Linked DNA regions of Sus scrofa: region 2 is linked to region 1. Evidence: chromatin contacts called from public promoter capture Hi-C data. All regions are on one chromosome and are shown on one strand. Each heading gives the region's core, a stretch centred on a gene start, on an enhancer-like site or on the middle of the called end of the contact. The rest is flanking DNA. Distances are from core to core; before and after follow the strand shown. Region 1 holds the start of INCENP (inner centromere protein). Region 2 holds the start of FADS1 (fatty acid desaturase 1).

The links. Promoter capture Hi-C pulls out the DNA fragments that hold promoters and counts their contacts.
Region 2: a promoter capture Hi-C map of liver shows a contact between it and region 1, with 4 times the contacts expected there. The contact joins the promoter of FADS1 here to the promoter of INCENP in region 1. A contact is called at or near these places in 3 of 5 promoter capture datasets (fetal liver, fetal skeletal muscle and liver) and 1 of 2 datasets of contacts at active chromatin or transcription factors (skeletal muscle).

The regions. Positions count from the first base shown.
Region 1 is chr2:9,442,221-9,448,194 of Sscrofa11.1, forward strand. It overlaps INCENP (inner centromere protein), which reads right to left and starts at 3,605. Exons shown (of 20, transcript XM_021082921.1): 1 at 3,453-3,605.
Region 2 is chr2:9,732,484-9,738,457 of Sscrofa11.1, forward strand. It overlaps FADS1 (fatty acid desaturase 1), which reads left to right and starts at 2,942. Exons shown (of 12, transcript NM_001113041.1): 1 at 2,942-3,121; 2 at 5,254-5,364; 3 at 5,945-5,974. The coding sequence starts at 2,942.

The sequences.
Region 1 (5,974 bases), core at 2,355-4,854:
GTGTAGGTTGCAGATGCGGCTCGGATCCCGCGTTGCTGTGGCTGTGGTGTAGGCCGGTGGCTACAGCTCTGGTTAGACCCCTAGCCTGGGAACCTCCATATGCTGCAGAAGCGGCTCCAGAAAAGGCAAAAAGACCAAAAAAAAAGGTTTATTCAAATACAATTGATTTATAAGTATCGGGTTAGTTCCAGGTATACAGCGGTGTTACTCAGTTATACGCATATGTATTATTTTTAGATTCTTCTCCATTATAGGTTATTACAAGATATTGATTATAGTTCCCTGTGCTCTACAGTAGGTCCTTGTTGGCTGTTTATTTTGTTTTGTTTTATGTATTTATTTTTCTTTTTATGGTCACACCTGCGGTACATGGAAGTTCCCAGGCTAGGGGTTGAATCAGAGCTGCACCTGCCAGCCTACACCACAGCCGTGGCAACACCGGATCTGAGCCACATGGGCGACCTATGCGGCAGCTTGCAGCCAACACCAGATCCTTAACCCACTGACTGAGGCCAAGGGATGAACCCCATCCTCACGGAGACTACGTTGGGTCCTAACCCACTGAGCCACAAGGGGAATGCCATATTTTATATACAGTAGTGTGTATATTTTAATCCCAAACTTCTCATTTATTCCTCCCTGCTTTTCCCCTTTGTTAACTGTATGTGTGTTTTCTATGTCTTCTCTTAATTTCTTAAAAGGCTAGCAACTCCAATTGGATTGTTATGATCATTATACAACTACAGATGTGATAAATTCATTTGAGCAATAAAAAAAAAAAAGAAAAAAAAAAAAAAAAAAAAAAAAACTAGCAACTCCAGTATTCTCCTTAAGACTCAGTTATAAAATCATCACCAAAACCCCAGGCAAGGAAGAAGCATCTATTCTGGTCAGAGCAGGGGATCAGTAAATATCCCGACTATGGGAAATGAATGAAAGAACACATGAATGGGAAACATTCATAAGCCGCAATTACAGACTGCACGTCTCATGCCCTGGCAGTGACCCATCACCCCGAACTGCAGCTTCAAAACCAAGAACCATGCACAGCTCAGCCTCCACCCACCTAAGATGGGAGCTCCTTTATTTTGGTGTTTTTAGAGCCACGCCCGCAGCATATAGAGAGGTTCCCAGGCTAGGGGCTGAATCAGAGCTATAGCTGCCGGCCTGCACCACAGCCACAGCCACAAGAGATCTGAGCCGCATCTTCGACTTACACCACAGCTCAGGGCAATGCCAGATCCTTAACCCCTGAGCAAGGCCAGGGATCGAACCTGCATCCTCATGGATACTAGTCGGGTTCATTAACTGCTGATCCACGATGAGAACTCCGGGGACTCCTTAAGTAGAACTTAATATCAGGTCCTGTTGCAGCCTCACCAGAAAGGGCACGTGAGCCTCTGTCCCTTGAGCAAGCTCTGCCCTCTGTCTGGAACCTTCTGTCTCCTATTTTATATAGCTCATTCCTCATCATGTGGCTCTCAGCAACTCAGTGAGGACCTGACCCCCAGCCACAATCAGGTTCAATTCTCATGGCACTTGGGTAACTTTGTTTCTGCTTAACTGCCCGTCTCTGACCTTTAAACGTTTGTTCCCTGAGGGCAAGCCCTTGTCTGTCTTGCTGGTAGCTTTGAAAGCCCAGAGCCCCGCACAGTGCCTGGTACAAAAGGGATACTTGTTGAATGAATTAATCCATCTATTATCACTATACTCTCGAAATAAACATCTTACAGGCACTCTCCCCCACTCCCCCACAACACACACACACACAGGGACACCACATGCATTCATTCTACACAGGTTAGGACATGCCATCCTTGTCCAAAGCCCTACGCCTAGATGCCAAGGACAGCACTAATCAGGGCAGGGCCAGCTGGGCAGGATCACAGAGGCCTTGGGCAGAGCCAGTCACGGGCACAGCCTCTCTGCTGCCATCCCTCTGGCTCCCCCCAGCCCCTCTGTTCCGAGCTCAGCCCTGACTAAGTGTAGGAGCCCAGTTTGAGGCCAGGAAAGAGAAAATCATTTTAGGAAGACAAAAGAGTTTGTTGCTCCAAAAAGCAACAAACTGCTAAATTTTTTTGATTTTATTAGTTTTTTCCTTTTTTTAGGGACACACCTGTGGCATAGGGAAGTTTCCAGGCTAGGGGCTGCAGCTCCGGCCTACACCACAGCCATGGCAATGCTGGACCAATCCGCATCTGCGACCTACAACACCACACCTTGCGACAACGCCAGATCCTTAACCCACTGAGCGAGGCCAGGGGCCAAACCCGCATCCTCATGGCTACTAGTCAGATTCTTAACCTGCTGAGCCACAACGGGAACTCCCCACAACTTGCTGTTTTGAAAATATTTGTTCAAAATGGCAAAAGTGGGTGAGAGCTTCTTTCACAAAGTGCTTCTTCCATGAGGAAGTCTGTTTTCAGCAGCCTCTGCTTGGGTATTTAAAACAGGGTCACTTTCATTAGATCAGAGGTGATCCTGAGAAAGGAGGACTCAGCGTGAGAATGAGGGTCCTGGGAAGAGCAGCAAAGGCCTCTTCAGCACCTGTAAGAACCTGAGCACAAACCCAGAGCATCCTACATCCCACCAAGGGCAAAGGGAGCTCATCTTCCTCTCCCAATTCTTCTCTCACATCATATGCCAGACGAGAGCCCCCATCACTCTCTGCCACAAAGCCTGTTCTTTGGAGGGTGCAGGAAGTCAGACACCTAACCCCTGCAACTGCATCTCAGTGAAGGAAGGTCACAATAGCAGCTTTCTTTAAAGAGTCCTGCTCCACGATGGGGTGGCTTATCATTTCACTCCTCACCACAACCTCAAGAAGACCTTTATGCAGATGAGGAAACTGAGGCAAAGATAAGTTAAGTCAAAGTCAGCCGGTGAGTCAGGGGTGGGGCCTGGATTTAAACTGCGCTCTTAACCACAAACCTTTGCCTCCTACTCCATTTCAGTCTCAGAAAGGCAGGCGCCCAGTTCTGGCTCTGAGCTCCCCAGAGAAGGACACAGTGGAACAGCGAACGTGCTTGGAGAGTGACAGGATCAGGGACAGCACTGGCCCCCGGAAATGGTCAGTCTAAAATGTTGCCCAGCTGATGGCAGAGGTATCGAGCGAGGGTTAACTGTACAGAAATGCCACCTGGCATAATCCCGTCACACGACCCGGCGGGTGTGCACTTTCTGCGCGCCCAGGTGAACAAAGGGCTTCCTAGGCATAGAAGATGCTAAGCACGGGAGGGGAGGGGATGAGGTTATTCTCTCGGGTGAAGGGTGAGGGTCGTCTCAAGCCCCAGAACCAAAGCAGGTCACCTCGTCACTTGGAAGAGGTAATGCGTTCCCTGCCAGGCCGCAGCGGGGAGTGGGGGGGTCACGCCCCCCACTCCGGGACTGGCCGGAGGGGTAACAAATCGCTATCTACCCCGCACCCCCGCCGGCCGCCCGGGCGCACTCACTCGACTGCACGGCGTCTCCGAAGTGCTGCTCCGATCCAAGTCCGGCGACCTTCCCAGCACACACCCTAGCCCGCCTAAGTCCCACCGCTCCAGGCCTCCAGGGCTCGCGGCTGCAGGGAAGCCACCGGGCGGTGCAGCGCGGGCCAACTCTACGATTTTCAAAACTGAAGATTCGACCAATCCCTAGCAAGTTTGTCTGGGCGGCTGCAAAAATCTAAGCCAATCAAGTAAAAGGAAGCAACAGTCAGGCCACCTATTGGTTACTTCGACAGGCAATCTGCGGGACTAAGAGGCGGGGAAAGGAAGTGTTGAAACTTTAACCCGCTCAGCTTCCGGGAGAGGCCGCGCGCGGCCTAGAGAGGAGGTAGCCGGCTGTGGGAGTTGCGCAGGTAAGATCTCGCACGCCGGAACTTCAAATCCCAGCGTGCACTGCGAGGGCCCCGCGGGCCTGGGCGGGGCGTCCGGCCTTAGACGAGGGCCGGAAGTCGTGCTCTAGTTGCGGGGGTGGGATAGGGTAGGGTGGGAGGTGGCTCTTCTGCTTTGCCCTTTCTTCCCCCAACGTTGACAGCTCTGCGGGGTGACGTCCTTACCTGTGCCGCCACTTTTGAGAAAATGCTTTGTTGAAAAAAGAAAATGCTTTGTACGTCGCACTGGAGTTTGGCTTTTTGTAGAGCCCGCCATCATTTCTGGGGTGACAGCAGTCTGGGTCCTGCTTATGCTGGACCCGCGTGTTTCTTTAGAGTATTGGTTCTCAACTGCGGCAGTTTTGCCCTCCCACCCCCAATTTGGCAATGTGTAAATAAATAGATTTTGGTTTGTTTGAAGGAGCAAGGGGTACTGTTGATATCTAGTTGCTAGAGGCCAGCCTAGCTGCTAAACACCTTACAAGTGCAGAGAGCTGCCTTCCATCAGCAAGAAATTATCCAAAATTTCAGGATTGCCATTGTTTGGAGATGCCGGTTTAGATAGTCACTTTACTCTGTGAGTTAGGGTTGCCATCACCTGTGAAATAAGACAGTTAAAGCTCAAAGAGATATTTGTACACCCTTGCTCATTGGCAGCATTGTTTATAAGAGCCAAGAGGTGGAAGCAACCTGAATGTCCATAGATGAATGGATTAAAAAAAAATGTGGTATGTACATACAGTGGAATATCTTTAGGCCTTTAAAAAGAAGGAAATCCGGTTCTTAACTGGTGGCCTAGTGGTTAAGGATCTAGCATTAATATTTCTGTGGTATGGGTTCGATCCCTGGCCTTGGAACTTCTGCATGCTCTAGGTGTTAGGGGCTACGTGGGGGCCCATTGTTAAAATGGCTCTTTATGCTGACTCATGAGACTGACCACCTTGCTCAGGCGACATCCTGTTTTCGCTGCTGGTGCCTGCTTTCCCAAGACTGTGAGACCCTTCCCCCTTCCCTGTGGGACACCACACACCTCCCGCTTTCTCAGGATTATGAGACCACCCTACCATGAGACACCTCTGACTTTCTCACGACTACGTGACCATCAGAGTTCAGCTGCAGGCGAAAGATAACTAACCTTCTCCCACCCCCCACCCCCGCCTCAGGGAATCCTATTTCCCATCCACGGGGTCTAAGAAGGCCCCATGAGAAGGGTGGGGGGCTGGCTCTTCTCAAGGGTCTGTCACCCTCTCCCTTTCCCCTATAACAAACTTTCTTCTCTTTGCCTGAACACCCAACTCATTCTCTTTTTCTCTGAGCTCGGCTTACAGTAGGCATGGCCAAGAAAATAAATAAATAAAATTGTATCTTTGGGAGTACCTGTTAGGGCTCAGCCAATTGCAAACCTCACCATGAGGATGCAGTTCGATCCCTGGCCTTACTCCGTGGCTTAAGGATCCAGTGTTGCCATAAGCTGCAGCATAGGCCACAGATGCAACTCTGATTCGACCCCTAGACCAGCAACTTCCATAGGCAGCAGATTTGACTGCAAGAGGAAGAAAAAAAAGGAAATCTTGCCACCTGCCACTTGCTACAACTTGGATGTACCTTGAGGACATTATGCTAAATGAAATAAGCCAGTCACAAAAAAAAAAAAAAAAAAAAAAAAAAGCATGATTCCACTTATACGAGGTATCTAAAGTAGTCACATTCATAAAGCAGAAAACAGAGTGGTGGTTGCTAGAGGCTGGGGAGAAGAGGGAAAAAGACATCAATAGGAGTTCCCGTCGTGGCACAGTGGTTAACAAATGCGACTAGGAACCATGAGGTTGGGGGTTCGATCCCTGGCTTTGCTCAGTGGGTTAAGGATCTGGCGTGGCCGTGAGCTGTGGTGTAGGTTGCAGACACGGCTTGGATCCCGAGTTGCTGTGGCTCTGGCGTAGGCCAGTGACTACAGTTCCGGTTGAACCCCTAGCCTGGGAACCTCCATATGCCATAGGTGCTGCCCTAAAAAAACAAAGGCAAAAAAAGAAAGAACATTTAGGGCATATCTAAGGGAATATGAAATTGACTCTCTTAAAACTCTCAGAGAGTCTTTTCTTTTCTTGGACCCCTCAGTGG
Region 2 (5,974 bases), core at 1,692-4,191, 290 kb after region 1:
AGAAATTTACTGGCTCACCTAGCCTGAAGAACTAGCCAGATAAGTCACAGAATTAAACAGCTTCAGAAACCAGGGCCTCTGGAAGCAGCAATTCAACCCTCGGTATCTGCCTCTGCTTTCCTTTCCTTGTTGGTCTGCTTGTCTCTTACTGTAGAAAGGTCATCTCCTTGTGACAGAAAAAAATGGCTGCAGCTACTGAGAAACCCCCCAGGAAAGAATTCTTCCCCAGCCCCTGCTTCCTGCACTAATCCCCAGGAATGCTCTAATGCGCTGGAGGTCACAGGTCTGACCCTTAGGCCAATGACTGCTGTCAGAGGAATGAGATGCTCCGCTTGGCTAGGCCTAGGTCACAAATTCAGCTGTGGGTCTGCGTAAGTGGCATGTAGGCTGGCAGCAACAGCTCCAGTTGGATCCGAGCCGCATCTGCAATCTACACTGAAGCTTGCAGCAACTTGGGATCCTTAACCCACTGAGTGAGGCGGGGGATCAAACCTGTGTCCTCATGGATGCTAGTCAGGTTCATCATCCTGGGTTAAAGGATCCAGCGGTGCAATGTAGGTCACAGACGAGGCTTGGACTCCAAGTCACTGTGGCTGTGGTGGCTACAGCTCCAACTTGACCCCTAGCCTAGGAACTTCCATATGCCGCGGGTGCAGCCCTAAAAAGACTAAATAAATAAAGTTTTTAGAGGTTGCCCGGCTAGCACAGTCGGTAGAGCATGAGACTCTTAAAACGTATAATATTTTACTTATATGTACAAAGACTCCTTTTGAGTCACAAGGGTAAATTCCAGCCCCAGATGTCCTATTTTTACTTTTTATTTATTTTTTATTTTTTGTCTTCTTCTAGGGCCGGTCCCAGAGATGTCCTATTTTTAGATGTATGGCTCTCTCTCTCTTTGGATCTCAGTCACCCTATCTGTAAAACAGCAGGTTTAATACACTGGTCTGTAATGAGTCTATACCACAGTAAGTAGACAGCTGCATTAAGGAAATCCCATAAGTCCATCCTCCATGAGCCCCTTGCTCCCCACCTCCTGTGTTATACACTGCTAAATTGTTGGGAAAAGTCTTTTTTTTTTTTTGGCTGCACCCAGGGCATATGAAAGTTCTGGGACCAGGGACTGAACCTGCACCACAGCAGCCACCCAAGCTGCTGCAGTGACAATGCCAGGTCCTTAACCAGTGCACTACAAGAGAACTCCCAAAGTCTTTTTTTAAATGGAAATTTGGCCTGCACAGGGGCAGCTGCATGGACCATCACTTCCGAGCAAGGTGCAGTGGCCTGGCATCTTAACTGGAAGCCAGGCCATCTGGGTTTCCCCGTGGGAACTTGGAAAGTCCCTTCCCCATTCTGAACCTCAATTTTCTTAACTCAAAAAATGAGGGATTTGGGTTGGAGGAAGGTCCTTTTCTACCAGATATCTAGCCATACTTCTAGTTTCCTGACCCCAAGGGGCAAAGACTAGCTCAGTGCACAGGATAAAGTTTGGCCTCCTTTCCCTTGGCTGCGCAATTCCACTAGTACAATCAGAGGAGAGACAGCAGAGCTAAGCAATCAGAGCACAGATCAGTTCTAATCTCCGTCCTGCCACTTACTGGCTGTGTGACAAAAATACTTAACCTCTCAGCAGTTCAATTTCTCCATCTGTAAGTGAGGTCCTTACCTCATAGGATTGTTATGAAAATTACATGTTTGCAAAACACTAAAAACAAGGCCAGGCACATAGTAAGTGCTTTGTAAAGGGTTTGCTGAATAAATAAAATTTTGCATGTAAACTGAGTCTCTTTGCAAAGGCAACAGTTTCTTGACTGTCCCCCAGCCTCTGTGTGCTTCCTCATCCCTTCCTAAAATTCAGAGCTCTGAGCCCTGATCTCTCTACTTCAAGGTCTCCTATGGCTCCCAGGTGCCTCCAGGATGGAGTGGCGATGCCTCAGCTAGAAGACCCAGGTTCTTCACACAGGGCTTCCCAGAGGTCTGGAGATGCGGGGCCACTTTCTTTTATTTAAGAATCTCAGTTAATTGAAAAAAGAACAGAAATAAAACACCAACAAGCAATAAAAGGCAAATAGGAAAATTGCGGGGCATTTTAAATGTTACACTGAGCAAAGTAAAGCATTAACCACCCCCGCCCCACCCCCAATAAACCATAATTCTGCTTTACAAGATAACTGCCAAGGGTTCTCTGACTGTTAATTCCAGCCGCACAATTGGTAGAGTGGCATGGCGAGGAAGCGGGAGTTCATCAGGTGGCTCTCAGGCAGGTGGGCGTCTGGAGACTGGCGGGGGGGTGGGGAGCAGCCCAAAGACCAGGCCCCTAGGACAGCCTCCTGTCCACCACGCCGTCACTGAAGCCTCCAACCTCGAACCTCGCGAGGCTGGCAGGCTTCCCCGGCCGCCAGGCGGGCCCTGCGCCCACCCACTCGGCTCGGCCTCTGCCCCTCGCCGCAGGCGGAGCCCACGCCTACCCTGGAAGCCCAGGGCGCCCCCGCACTGGGTGCCGCCTGGCCCGCTCCCAAGAGCCTCCACAGGAACCGTTATTCCGCCCGCGACGCCCCCTGGGAGCAAAAGTCGCCAAGTCGGGAAACAGGATCCCTCTGCGCCCCCGGCTGCGGGCCCGCGAGGTGGCGCGCGCCCCCGTTCAACGCCAGCCTAACCCGACCCTCCGGCCGCGGCCGCCGGCGCGGGGCCGGCGGAGGGCGGGGACTCGCTCCCCGCGCCACGCGGCTGGACCAATAGGAACGCGCGCAGCGGGGCTCAGCTCCCACCGCCTTGGTTGCTGAAAAGCCGGCGCGCGGACCGCGGGCTCAGGGTGCGCGCCAGCGGACCGGCTCCCCGAGCACGCGAGGCCGGCGCGCGCTGCCCCGCGTGTCCCGTGCGCGCTCCTGACCGCCCCAGCCCGGCTGGCGCGCGGCATCTCCTGGCCCCAATGGCCCCTGAGAACCCGGTCCAGGGGTCGACCCCGCGCTTCTTCACCTGGGAGGAGGTGGCGCAGCGCACGGGAAGAGGCAAAGAACAGTGGCTCGTGATTGACCGGAAGGTGTACAACGTCACCAAGTTCACCCGCCGGCACCCCGGGGGCTCCCGGGTCATCAGCCACTACGCGGGGCAGGATGCTACGGTGAGCGCTGCCAGACCTGGGCATGGGAGGAGGCAGGGTCCGGCGCCCGGGGCCGGACACTCGGTGCGCGAGACAAGAAGTTTGGCAGTCAAGGCCGAACACTCACTAATTCCAGGAAAAGCCGGGAGGCGCTGGAGCGTACCTGTTGCTAATTGATGGGGTGTGCTGCGGGCATGGGATGCAAGGGCAGGAGTGAGCCTGCGAAAAGTGGAGTATGGAGTCTGGGGAGTGGGAATGGAGGCCGGCAACGTGCATACCAAACAAAGGGCTGAGCCTCGGGTCGGTACGCTCACTATGTGGCCCCCGAGTCTGCGGTTTTGAGGCGTGGGCAGGCCCCGGAGCTGGGCTGGGGTGGGATGGGGCGGGGAGGCGGGACCCCGGGGCCTCCTGTACCGCCGAGACCGAAGGAGGAGGGGTCAACGGCAAAGGGAGGGATTTTTTTTTAAGTCTTTTTAAGGCCGCACTGGTAGCAGATGGAGATTCCCAGGCTAGGGGTCGAATCGGAGCTGTAGCCGCTGGCCATAGCAACACCAGATCCTAGCCGTCTGTGACCTACACCACAGCTCAGGGCAACGCTGGATCCTTAACCCACTGAGCAAGGTCAGGCAGGGATCGAACCTGCGTCCTCATGGATGCCAGTCAGATTCGTTTCCGCTGAGCCAGGATGGGAACTCTGAAGAGAGGGATTCCTGACCTGGCTTGGTGGCTGGGAGGGGGCCGCAGCCGCGTCTGGAACGAGTGTGCCCGACAACACTAGCGAGCAGGACAAAGAACAAGGGAACCGCTCTGAGAGACACAGCTGAGATGGGAAGCCACCTGGCACTCACTGGGTGAAGACGAGAGGGTGGGTGGGGAGGGGGCCACTGGCCGGAAAGGGCTAGTGCCTGCTCGTGCACAGGAAGGAATGAGAGCAGCGGGCTGAAAATGGGGGCCTGCATTAGTGTACACTTGAGCGAGGAGCCCCGGATTGGTCCTGGAATTCTGTGGGGAGGTCACTCAGTTTCAGGCCACCAGGGTCTCCAGCTATTCGTGGCAGCGGACAGCTGAATGCATTCCTGGGCCGGAGGCTCAGTGCGGGGTCCGCATCCTGCCTCACTGGGCCAGCGCACACCCCAGACGGCATTCTACTTCCCTCTCTAGACAACCTGTTCTCAGAACTAAAGCGCCTAGCATCTCCCTTCTGGGTTGGAGAACTTGGGACCCAAAGGTTGGAGCGTTCGCTTCACTGAGACCCCTCTCCCGATATCCTTCTTCCCATCCTTTGCCTAGCGGCGTGACCCCTTACACTGTCCCCAGCTTTCGCCCTGCCATCCCGGAGCGCGCCTCGGGCCGCTAAGGCTCCCGTTAGGTCGCGTTGGAGCCTAACCGGGTGAGGGCCCGCCCCTCCTTCCGACGCAGCAGGCCGGAGCTTGTGCTTGTCTCCCTAGTGACCACTGGGGAATGCAGGCAGCGGCGAAGGTGTGGACTAGCGCATGCGTAGATAGAGCCAACGCCGGGGCTTCCTGCAGTGTGATTTGGGGCCGGGGCCGGCCGTGGCGGGACCGCGATTGGTCCGGATGTGTGGTGCCACTGGCCGCCGGCTCCGCCCTAGCTCCCTCCTCGCTGCTGGCTTCCCCTTTAGGGCCTGAGGCTGTCTGACTTTCAGGATGTCCATTTCTTTAGTCTTTGAGGACCCCCTTCTTGCGTAACCAAAATTAGCACCCTGGGGCGGGCGGGTGTTCAGAGTGGGAGGGGAAAAATGGAGCCCCACCGGAAGCAGCGCAGAAGGAAGGGGGAGCAACGCAGTTTGACACAGGGAGTCGCCTTCATCACACTTTATGAGACATCCAGAGGAAAGACCAACTCAGGCAGGTCTTTGTGTGGTCCCCTAGCCGTGCTGCCTATGCCTTGGTGGGGTACCCTTCTTACGAGAACACAGATGCTGGGTGATCCTAAGCTGTGGACGGCAGGGGCAGGTCTGAATACCCTCTAAGGGCAGCTGCCGGGAAGGGAGGGCGGTGTCTTTTTGAACTTGGGTACAGCGTCCCTGCTGGATCAGGAGGACGGCCTTGGGTGTGAGCGCTCCACAAGTTGAAGGCCTGGGGGGCAGGGGCGGACTGCCTCACTGTTCTGCCTTCTCCCCATCCTTGCAGGATCCCTTTGTGGCGTTCCACATCAACCAGGGCCTTGTGAGGAAGTATATGAGCTCTCTCCTGATTGGAGAACTGTCTCCGGAGCAGCCCAGCTTTGAACCGACTAAGAATGTGAGTCCCTGTTTTGCTGTTTGGAGACCCTGTGGTTGCTGAGGGGCAGAGGGTAGAAGGAAGGCCTAGATATGTTAACAGGCAACTAATTAGTAGTTCTTGAGAGTCTTGAGAGCCCTGCTTCTGCATAGTCACTGGGCTGAAGGGCTTTCGAAGCCGGGGTTCTCACAAGGCCACCACCACTTCCATTGCCATCCTCAATAGGAAACCTATCTATCTATCTATTGAGCACTTAACTCGGTGCCAAGCGTGATATAATACTCACACATTTACAGACAAGAAATCTGAGGCTCCGAGAGGTTAAGCAACATGGCCAAGGAATCCCCCTTTAGTAAGCGGCAGAGCAGGGTCTTGAAGGAATGAATTTTGTTTGACTCCAAAGACCACATGCCCTTAGACTTGATCCCACAGCATCTCCTCCCATCATCCTTCCTCAGCCTTGCTGTGTCTTTACCTAGGACTCTGGACTTTTCTCAGCTCTTCGGTGGGAGGTCCTTGAGCTTAAGAGGGTCCTTGTTTCCAGCTGTGTTGAGTTACATCTGGGGCAGATAACACCCTCGCCCTCTCCACCCTTCTACAGAAAGAGCTGACTGATGAGTTCCGGGAGCTT